Regions from separate parts of the Mus musculus genome. Here all the other regions are linked to region 1. The links are chromatin contacts, called in public Hi-C and HiChIP or PLAC-seq maps. All regions are on one chromosome and are shown on one strand. The core of a region is the stretch at or near the end of the contact, and the rest is flanking DNA. Distances in the headings are between cores, read along the strand shown.

Evidence for each region. A called contact is a pair of places that touch in the nucleus more often than the background predicts. HiChIP or PLAC-seq counts read pairs in DNA pulled down with a chosen protein or histone mark.
Region 2: a Hi-C map of the G1E-ER4 cell line shows a contact between it and region 1, with 3 times the contacts expected there. The contact joins two enhancer-like sites. A contact is called at or near these places in 1 of 484 Hi-C or Micro-C datasets (the G1E-ER4 cell line) and 1 of 115 datasets of contacts at active chromatin or transcription factors (astrocytes).
Region 3: an H3K4me3 HiChIP or PLAC-seq map of embryonic midbrain shows a contact between it and region 1, with 5 times the contacts expected there. The contact joins two enhancer-like sites. A contact is called at or near these places in 3 of 39 promoter capture datasets (cranial neural crest, frontonasal cranial neural crest and maxillary cranial neural crest), 4 of 484 Hi-C or Micro-C datasets (cerebral cortex, cortical neurons, cranial neural crest and 1 more) and 3 of 115 datasets of contacts at active chromatin or transcription factors (embryonic forebrain, embryonic midbrain and embryonic stem cells).

What each region holds. Positions count from the first base shown.
Region 1 is chr1:14,505,115-14,508,643 of GRCm38.p6, reverse strand. No RefSeq gene overlaps it. Among named protein-coding and RNA genes, the nearest start is that of Eya1, 200 kb to the right of the region's middle. Within about 2 kb of position 1,968, at least 96 of the 459 cell types and tissues checked have an H3K27ac peak or open chromatin away from gene starts, as enhancers often do. A contact at or near this core is called in the G1E-ER4 cell line and cortical neurons, where this site is marked.
Region 2 is chr1:14,104,231-14,107,759 of GRCm38.p6, reverse strand. All of the region lies in intron 3 of Gm39596 (a long non-coding RNA gene), which reads right to left. Among named protein-coding and RNA genes, the nearest start is that of Gm39596, 64 kb to the right of the region's middle. Within about 2 kb of position 1,744, at least 5 of the 459 cell types and tissues checked have an H3K27ac peak or open chromatin away from gene starts, as enhancers often do. A contact at or near this core is called in the G1E-ER4 cell line, where this site is marked.
Region 3 is chr1:14,183,487-14,187,015 of GRCm38.p6, reverse strand. It overlaps Eya1 (EYA transcriptional coactivator and phosphatase 1), which reads left to right. Exons shown (of 18, transcript NM_001310459.1): 13 at 2,332-2,390; 14 at 2,507-2,667; 15 at 3,521-3,529. Among named protein-coding and RNA genes, the nearest start is that of Eya1, 120 kb to the left of the region's middle. Within about 2 kb of position 1,570, at least 26 of the 459 cell types and tissues checked have an H3K27ac peak or open chromatin away from gene starts, as enhancers often do. A contact at or near this core is called in cortical neurons, where this site is marked.

The DNA of each region.
Region 1 (3,529 bases), core at 719-3,218:
TCTCTGTCTCTCTCTTTCTCTCTGTCGTTTCTCTGTCTCTCATTCTGTCTCTGTCTCTCTCTCTTTCCCCTCCCCCCTCCCATTCTCTCCCCACCCCTAAAAGAGACATCTGCAGTTTGAGGATTCTATTCTCTGGGAATGGTTTTAAGTGTCTGTCTGCGGTGTGTGGCAGAGGATCTGGCAGCATCAGAGGAGGGCTTCAGTAGCAGTAGAGGGGCAGCTGCGCCTTGACCTGCTCAGTTGCTTGACCGGTTTACATAGAGTCTGAGATGGCTAGCTCCCCAGGATCCATTCTGTTTTATCCAGGGTTGTTTATACTCTTCCAGAAACTGGATTCTCCCAGTTCCCCAAAGAAAAGAAGGCTCTAGGAATTCTGCAGCCTTATTGGGAGAAATAAATGATTTGTCCTCCGCCTGGGGCACTGGGGGTGGGGGTGGGGGAGGGGGAGTATCTACTCCAAGTTTCAGTAACCTGCATGTATATATTAGGCCTGAGACTATGGTTATCAAGGTGGGTAGACTGGAGGGGAGATACAGAGATGGGAGTGGGAGTAGGAGAAGCTTCCTGCTGTGGGCCTTGAATGGCTTCACTCCTGTCGAGAAGGCTTAAGGTAAGGCAGCCTGACGATGATGATGATGATGACGACGACGACAGTAAAAACTAAAAACAAGAACATAACAGCAAAGGAGCATGGAGGACTCCATTCACTGTGATTCTCTGCCCATTTTTGACAATTAAAAAAAAATGATATGGACCACAACTGCAGAATAAAGACCTAAGCCAGTGAGTTCAGGGAAGAAAGGTTTTAACGTCATTGGACTCTGACACTAAAATGCCCTCAGGCTTACAACTGCAAAATTGTACGTAAAATTCTGAGTTTGGGACTGCCTGGCTGGCTGTTTTCTCTTTAAACAGTTTCCTGGTGGCTCTCACTGCGCCAGAAATTATTGTATACAAAAGACATAAAAACCTTAACGTGGCCAGATGACCCTGATGCCTACATAGCCCGGTTCCCTTTTCTCTGGGATTTGACATCCCCTTTGCCTTTGTTGCTAGGAGCACCCAGTGCTCAGCTCAGGGTCGGACAGGCGCTTTGGTCACGTCTGGACAGGCCAGATGCTATGACTCTTCACGACAGAAGGCAAAACAAAACTGTGCGAGCTTATCTTAACCTCATGCCTACCACCAGACTCTACTGCTGTCTGAAAGAGCTCCTCATCATCATAGTGCATCTTAGGTTTCAAACCAAGTCTTTGCACCTAGCAAGGGAGCCAGGTCTGTGGACACCCTGAGTAAAGCACTCTCCAGAGACTCCGGAGACTCAAGTACTCACTCTCTCCAGCACTAAGAGAGAGGACTTTTGTCAGCTTCTGCTGGGACAACCCCAGAGCCCACTCCTCTGCCCACACCGCCAGTAGCTGCAGATTTGACTTCCTGCCTAACTCCCATCCGAACCTTTGGGACCCGCAGCTACTGTTTCCTTCTAAGTCTCTAGCGACGGCTGCCAGCGGGGTTACTGGACCAAGGAGAGGACCTCTAGACGACAGTGCCCTAGATGGTCGTGGAGCGCCTCGACGTGCCTCGCACTTGCGGGGAAACTTCCCCACACCTGCACACCACGGGCCTTTCTCCGGAGCCCACGCTCCCGGGCGCCGCAGGTGACTTGCAGAGTCCGATGTCCCGGGCCTCTTCAGGCGTCTGCTCCCAACTGCCCTTTTTCCTGAGGCCTCGGGATCCTCCTGGGTAGCGCCCATCTGTAGTCTCCCGATTCCCTCTCCCTCCCCTTGCCCCCGCCCCTATCTCCCGCCCCGCCCCGCCCCGCACCCCATCCAGGGTCTGTGAACCCAGGCGGGTGGCTGCGACACCGCGTTGACCTGCGGCAGCCACCGCGGTGCACGGGGTAGAGGCGGGGAAGGTAGAGAGGGGAGGGAGGAGCCGAAGCCGAGGAGAGGCGGTGGGCTGGGGCCAACTGATCCTCGCTGGGCTAAGCAGAAGCAGCTGCTCGTAATAGACGCCGCCGGGAGCGGGCTGGTGTCCGGGTCTCGGAAGCTCGAGAGTACAGAGGGCGAGCAGGAGGGCCACTGAGGCGGCTGTGACCCGCGCAGCAGGCAGCTAGCTGCTCAGTGTGCAGTGCTCACTGCCGACCAGTTCCATAAAGGATGGGCCAGAGTCATAAGGGTTTCCTGATTTGCCTTCTTCACTGGACCAGATGAAGCACCCAAATCGCCCTCATTTCTTCCACCTAAGAGTCCCCTCCTTTTCCCGCCTAGCAATCGAGGAAAAGGTGTTATTCAAAACTCTACAAGGCGTGGCATCTCAGGCGCCCTGCAGGTCCCTTCAGCTCTTTTCTTCTCATAAAACATCCCCGCAAAATCCAGAAACCTTACTGCTTCTTTAGGTCTTTAGGTCTAGCTGCAAGGAATTGCTTTTCCAGCATCTCTTAGGTTACCGCTCCCCAAGAACTTCACACTCGCGAAGTAAGGAAATGGCTGGTCCCAGGTGCTTAGACTATTAGCAAGTGTTTGTAAATGAACATGTTTTGGAAACGTAGGGAAAATCCTATCGCGGAGATAAATCCACAACAAACTGTAACTGATTTCTGTCATTTTATCTCTCCATTTATCTACCTAAATGCAAAACCCGGGATTTTCTGTTGTTTGCATAAACCGCAAGCATTTGGCATTTGTGCGAGTGTTTTATTCCCATACATCCAAGAACTGGCAACTGGCCTTCAAAATCTCCAAAATACATACTTGGCCCTAGAAAAATGAAACCAAGATATGCCTCTTGCATTTACATTTCATGTGTTTTGCTTTTCCTAACTGGAAGAAATCTCTCTCTCTCTCTCTCTCTCTCTCTCTCTCTCTCTCTCTCTCTCTCTGTCACACACACACACACACACACACACACACACACAGTGAGGGGGTCGGTCTCATCTGCTTTGAGGCCTCTGACTTCTCTACTTCAGTGATACATAGTAATGAAATTTTAGTGACCCCCAAATATAATCAACCTTGAATTTCTTTGGGTATTTACATCGCCTAGGGTTTTTACTGCAGTTTTGCCGACATGTTTTGCTTAATTGAAGCCATGCCAGAGAAGAAAAACAAAACTCTGTTTTTGTTGGGAAATCATTTTTTTTCTTTTTTCCTAAGCCCTCAGTGTGATAGAAAGGGTAGTAGTCTCACAGATTTGCAATGGAGTGTGTTTGATTTTAGCTTATCGAAGAATGCAGCTTTGTTGACAATATTTGTCTTTTTGACTCACAAAAATATGTCCTTTCGTTAAAAAATTAAATTAGTGAAACAACACAGCTTCCAGAAGTAAGCCACTCCCCCGCCTACCTGTTTTTAAAGACGAAAAAGCTACCAAAAATCTTCATTTTCTCTACTTCTTAAGAGAAGAGAGTCACTATTAATGAATGAAATTCGAATATCCTGTTTGAGGAAGTAGACACATCTTTTAATCTTGAGTTTAGACAAAGGCGCTGTTCATATCTCTTTGGGGGAACTATCTCCCGCATCGGAAC
Region 2 (3,529 bases), core at 495-2,994, 400 kb after region 1:
GAAGGAAGAAAGAGAGAGAGAGAGAGGGGGGAAGGAAGGAAGAAAGGAAGGAAGGAAGGAAGGAAGGAAGGAAGGAAGGAAGGAAGGAAGAAAAAAGGAACAGTGTGACTCTGATGCTTGTGACTTTCCCAGATTCATGCACTAAAACCGTCTTCATCACTGTGATCTGAAGTGGTGGGCCTTGGAGGGGATTAGGTTTTGAAGGTGGAACACTCATGAAGTCAACATGATTAGAAACTCCAGAGAAAGACCCAGCATTCCTGATGTCCCCACAACACATACCAAGACTCCCATCTACAAATCAGGAAGCAGCCCCATGAAATGCTGAATGAACCTTGAATTTCTAGCCTCCCAGGTTGTGAGTTTACATTTCTATTGTTAGTGAGTTGTTGGTTTGTGGTATTTTGTTGGAGCAGCTTAAACAAATTAAGACAAGGCACTTTGTTTTTCCATCAGTTGCTTTCTGTACGCTTTTAAAACAAGATTTAACTGAAATAGAAACATCAACCCGATATTGTTCTCACATATACACATACTTGACTTATCTATCATACCACATCTAAAGGAGTGACAAGAGAGGGTATCTTTATAGAAATACTGCCACTGTATCATGTGGCCTAGACAATCAGATTTTATATCCCACCATGCCAGCATCAAGGGCTAAATGTAATGACAAGGGATAAAGTGGCTGGGAAGAAAAGATATGGAATCACTTTTCCATTATAATTTAATGAACAATTTTTTGGGGGTGTTAAGTACTAAATGGCTTCAGGAAATGATGGAAAACACCAGTCCCAGGAATTAGAGGTATTTCATTTTGCCTTTGTCCCTATAGACCTACAAATAACAAGGGATTAGCTGGCAACAGGAAAAACCGTTGGCCAAGATGACCTGGCCTTCCCCACTGGGCTGCTCCCTGCATACATTGCCCCAGGAACCCTTTCAATGGGGGAAGGAATGAGGCTGTGATGAGTGAGTAAGATCACCCAGCTGGAGTCATGACAGATTGGATGCTGGCTGAGAAACTTATCTAAAAGCGAAGGCCTCATGTAAATAGCATAGTCCATATCAGTTTTCAGATATTATGAATACTAATTCACAATACATATTTTAGACATTACAGACCTTGGAAGTGATATATTCTTCCAGAAGTGATGACAGAGCTTACTAAGCAGTTTCTTACACTGTGCTGCTGCTTGGCCATAGCTATGGCAATCTCCAGCACTTACACACAGTTGTGCTCTTCACCTAATCAGAATTTGCAATCATCCCTTTGGTGAACCCTTTAAAAACGGAATGCAGGAGTGATTAGAAAGAATGAGTATTTGGTTCTAACAGTACTGCTAACTCTCTTCACATGATCAATGTTCTCAGGGCAGAGACAAGGGACTGTCTTTCAGAGCAAGACATTAAACATCCTCAGGAACATCCATCTGACACATTTATGTCTTGGTAACTCCTGCTGTTTTGTGCTAAATTTTTTTACAGTCTAGGAACTGGCTAGATTTTCCTTTGATAGATGGAGATCATCTTTGCAATAATTTCTGTTTTGCCATTAATTTCCATCCTAAATTACTTCATTTTCTAATGCACTGACATCAAACCCTTTATTCACATTGGCAATTTATACATCCTTTATATCCACACTTGAACTTTAACTCTGATTTTACAACTTCGAGATGAAAGGAGTCTGCCTTACTTGTTACCAGGCACAGTCTCTATAATCTCAATATCCAAAGCACAGGTGTGTTGGGAGCGATTAAGACAACAATATTGTCCTGATCTCTGAACTGGGCCTCTCCCCCGAGAAGAGAAGGGGGTCAAAAGCGGGCCACTGACACACCATTCCGAGAACAACCACAGAATGTTCCAGCCCTAAGTCAGTGCCAGATGTCCTGACCACACCCTGATACCACCAAGTTCCTGCTTCCCCGTGTAGCTGCCAAAAGAAAAATTTCTATTGCCCCACCCCTCCCGCTGATAAGTACTTCCCCTTTTGCTTGTGCAATTCTATTGCCCCACCCCTCCCACTGATAAGTACCTGTACTTCCCCTTTTGCTTGTGCAATTCTACTGCCCCACCCCTCCTGCTGAAAGGCACTTCCCCTTTTGTTTGTGCATTTAAGCCTTGGGCCTTGCTCAATACATTGGGTCCTTGATGCTACTCGGACTGCTTCCGTGTGTCATTCATTGCACAAGGTTCTCGTCTCTCTCTACCCCCCATTTGGTTCTTAGGAGAAGGTCCCCTCAAGACCCTCTAATAACTGAACCTGCTGGACGGGTCACAGGTGCTGTGTGCTGAGGCCAGACTGGGCTACACACTAAGTTACCGGGCCTATTTTTTAAAGAAAGCACCAAAAGGTAGGTAGACAGCATGATGGATGGAGTCTCTCTCTTGTTGAGACTCAGCAATTGGATCTTCCCCGGGGCTAAGGAGTCACCCTGAATCACACACACACCTGAACAACACTGAGGGTGGTGGTAAAATCACTGTGGTGGTTTGAATATGCTTGGCCCAGGAAGTAGCATTATTAGGATGTGTGACCTTGTTGGAGTAGCTGTGGCCTTGTTGGAGGAAGTGTGTCACTGTGGGGGTGGGCAATCAGACCAACCCCATGGGGGCCAGTCTTCTCCTATCATCCTTCAGATAAAGATGTAGAATTCTCAGCTCCAACTGCACCATGCTTTGATGATAATGGACTGAACCTGTAAGCCAGCCCCAATTAAATGTTGTCCTTATAAGAGTTGCATTGGTCATGGTGTCTGTTCTCAGAAGTAAAATCCTAACTAAGACAGGACTTAACAGGCTGTATTTACAAACTTACATGTGGGAGCATAAAAATGTAACGACAATAATTACAAAATAAGGACCCATGAATTTTAGAGGAAGTAGGAGAGGGCTGGGTGGGGTTGGAGGATGGAGAGGGAAGGGGAAATGTCACAGCTACAGTAGTGAATTTCACAAAGTGTATTTAAACACAAATAACTTCTAAGCTACATAACTAAGTTACTCAGTGTTAGCTGAATGATGATAAAGAAGGAAGTGGAACTAGAGTGTGGTTATCTGACAAAAGCTATTATCATAACATCCATATAGTTAGTAATAAAGAGGGGGGAATGAAAGAGGAAGGAAACACGATTGGCTCTAGATAGCAGTTTCTTCTTAGCCTTGATGAGTTAGCTCAAAACAAGCTGAGTATTAATCAGATCTGGAACTTAATATCTGGCAAGAATCTGTGATTGGGACTCAAGCTTGACTTTAACAATTATTAAACAGTAATTGTTACAAGGGTTACTGATTTGGGCTTTAATATTCATATTTCTTTAATTCTTAATCTGTTTTTATGTACTATCAACTTCTAAGTCCTAATTGTTAAATATTTGTATCTTTACAATTCTATTTTTAGATCAAAACTAAAATGTTTGCTTTAAATCTATCTTCTTCACCACATTGAGGAAGACACCATGACCATGGTACTGAGTATTCTCCAAAGCACTGCATTGTAACTCCCTTCCCACACAGGTAAAAC
Region 3 (3,529 bases), core at 321-2,820, 320 kb after region 1:
GCACTCTTGATTTTTCAAAACCTCTTTCTATTAAAATCATTCTACAAACTTCTCCTGATAAGGAGGTCATTGTTGGAGATAGAAGAGGCTTTGTTTTAACCAAGCCTCCTTGAAGATTATCTGCTCCTGGAGGGAAAAGCCTGAAACTGTTGACTTGATTACCTTGAAAAGATACTAAACAAGTCTTCACTTGGAGTCTAACCTGGAACAATGAGTCTTAAATACAGGTAACAAGAGAAACAAAGCGCGGTCCGGAAAACTATGGCAACAATGGCTCATCAACTGTGTTAGCTCACTTCTCAGAGGGTGGGAATTTAAAACTGAATCGGCTTAAGACAGACTCCTTGCACCCTGCTTTCCAGACAAGCCTTCCCATCCCTAGCTATAGAGTCCTCCACCTTAGATTTTTTGACTCTCCCATCCACCCACTTTTTCCACACATCTTTTCCCCAGCTAGTTCCTGACTTTCCCAAGACAGAGAGAAGCTATGTTAGGGGCTGTAGTCTTTTTTTCCTCTTCCGCTTACTGGGGGTGTGGGAGGTTGTGGGGGGGGGGATCTGTTAGTGGTGGTAGGGACATAAAAACTGCATTGCTTGATAAGGATCTGAGATCTCTTTTCCTGATTCAGAACCCCTCTAGAGCTGGAATTAGGTTGTTTAGCAAACAATGATTCTGTCTTCTAGACTAAGACTTAATTGTTAGTGCTAAGTAGCAAGGTGCTTGCTGTATTTCCCTAGAATGACCCATTTTGCAAATGTTCAATTCACAGTCAGCACATAAGGGTTCTGAGCCCTGTTTTTCCTTTTTCTTATCTGAGGTCACAGACCTCAGGAGAGCCCAGAAGGGTTACAGGCCAAAGTCGTCTTCTTGGAACTCTCTGCTTGCTAGGAGAGGGCTGCCTGCAAAATAGATGCCTTGGGAAAAGGTTGGGGGCGGGTCACCTTTTCAATGCTGAGAAGGAACAGCTGGTTTGAATTTCTCTCCCCTTCTGTCTCCTGCTGCCTTCCTCACAAACCCATGGAGAGGAGGATTTGTCCAGAAGGAGCCAGCAGCATGAGGAAACTACCTTCTATTTCTATGGGGTGCTGTTTTGTGGCCTCGCTGAATGTGCTGACTGGCAGAGAGGGCCTAGATTTTACATGGCTAACTTTGTCAGAAACCCGCTAGAGCTTTGTCTGGAGAACCTTCTTCTAATAACAGCTTTTAACTAAAACTCTAATGGAAATAAGTATCCTAAGGTCCATATGGAGAACTGGGTAAAATGGCAGAGATGTGACCCAACATACAAAAGCAAGCCAAGTGTAAGAATTACTTGCTTCTGTGGTGGACACCATCTCTAGTTCTAAATCGCTATCTCCTTATTCATCGCTCATGTTGACAGGGGACTGCTGCTTCCCACCGTCACCCTGGGCTGGGGACACACACAGCAGGAGGGCTGGGGACACAGCAGGAGGAGGGCTGGGGACACAGCAGGAGGATGCTCCCTGCTGTTTCATTATGAACAGGTGCAGAAACGGGGCCCTGTGGAGCGGAGCTCCAGCCCATGATTGTGACTAGGTGTTCTGAATAGTGCCTATCTTAGCCTGCTTACAACAGCATAATAAATCCAGTGCTTACCATGAACATGTAGTGCTAGGAAAACAGTAAAAATAACATGGAAATGTTTGGGAAAAACACACGATATGGCTTGACTATTTTTATTTAGTTTTGAGGTCATCCACGCTTTTTTAAATCCTGAGCATGTGGGTGCATACACACACACACACACACACACACACACAGAGAGAGAGAATAAAACTCACATCTCTCGAGTGAATGGTAAACCAGTAACAGATTTTCTGTCTGGCTCCTCGGCACCCTTGCCTCAGGCCCTGTTGGTGTGTGGTTCGGCAAGCAATCAAAGGTCATAATTTCATTGGCAGTTAGCATCAGGTTTAATTTTTCTAGCATGTTGCATTTACCAAAATGTCTGGTTTTAGTTAGGCCAAGCACTCTCCGAATCAAGCTTTGAGCAGTATTGTGTGTTTAGGTACCTGAGGTTTATGGAACACACATGCTAATTGTTTTCAATCACTTTCCTTTCTAAACACAAAAATGTGTTTTCTGAAGCTGAGCAACAGTAGTCCTTGATGACAGTGCTCATTTCTTGTAGAAAAGGGCCTCCAAACAGGTAAAAATGCCAATTTAACAAGACTGCCGCCTACTGATGGTATAGTTGAAAAGAATACCAATTAAGGTGTTTTATTTTTTTTTTTTTTAATTCACTGCTTTGGGTTTCTTTTTAAAGGTGCTTCTTAAAAATTAACACACACCATTTAAATTGCATTTCAGGAGTGTGACCAAGTCCATATAGATGATGTTTCATCAGACGACAACGGCCAGGACCTGAGGTGAGCGAGCCTTGGTGCCCAGACTGAGTTTTCCTCTGTTAAAAGAGTTTAATTACTCAGCAATTAAGATGAATTTTCTGTTTGATTAACTCCGGGCTTCTCTTGCATCTAAATAGCACATACAACTTTGGAACAGATGGCTTTCCTGCTGCAGCCACCAGTGCTAATTTATGCCTGGCAACTGGTGTCCGAGGTGGTGTGGACTGGATGCGGAAACTGGCCTTCCGCTACAGACGAGTAAAAGAGATCTACAACACCTACAAAAACAACGTGGGAGGCAAGTGGCTGGTGGAGGCCTCGGTGGGCTGGGCCAGGAGTGTACACCTACAAAGTGCCACTCACTCTGGGGCCACACTGTTGGGTATAATAGAATACGGACAGTTTTATCTAACATTAAATTCTACTACAATTTTATAACAGACATAAGACTAGAACCAGCTGCCCTGGCTGCCAAGTGCCATGGGATGGCGGTGGCCTGCAGTGACCTGGGATAGCCTGCAGTGATATGGGGTGGCCTGCAGTGACCTGGGATGGCCTGCAGTGACCTGGGGTCAGCTCCTTGACCTTTTCAACACTCAATGATCCTTCCAAACCAACCTTGTCCACAACACAAGATGGGTTATAACATTGTTCCCTGTCCTGTGTTGTGTTAGCCTGAGTTTTCTCAGCATAGTTCATGATGGTCAAAGTGGCTTAAATATAAAGGAAATAACAATCAGTTAATATAATGGCAGATGCATGGATGGAGCTGTTTCCAGTATGGCTGGAAAATATGTGCATAGTAAATATGTGCCTTCCTCCAGCCAGGAACCAGTCCTAGGTCTGGGGGGGAGAAACATCATTCCATAGAGTCAGACAGCATGCCAAGACACTGTCCCTAACCACCCCAAGGACTGTCACCCACCCTAGAACCAGAAGGGCAGTCAACTCGTCCCCATAGTCCATGGTTAGAAATGGTCCACTGAAAGATGGGGATCTGGGAATGTCCAGGGACACACACAGTCCCTGAAAACTAAGCACACATTTGCAAATGAATGATAATTGATGGTCTCTTTGAACTGTTTCTTCTTTATGAATCTGCATGGTCATGTGGGTGACGATATGGGTTTCATGATCGTTCTACCTCGCAGGTCTGCTTG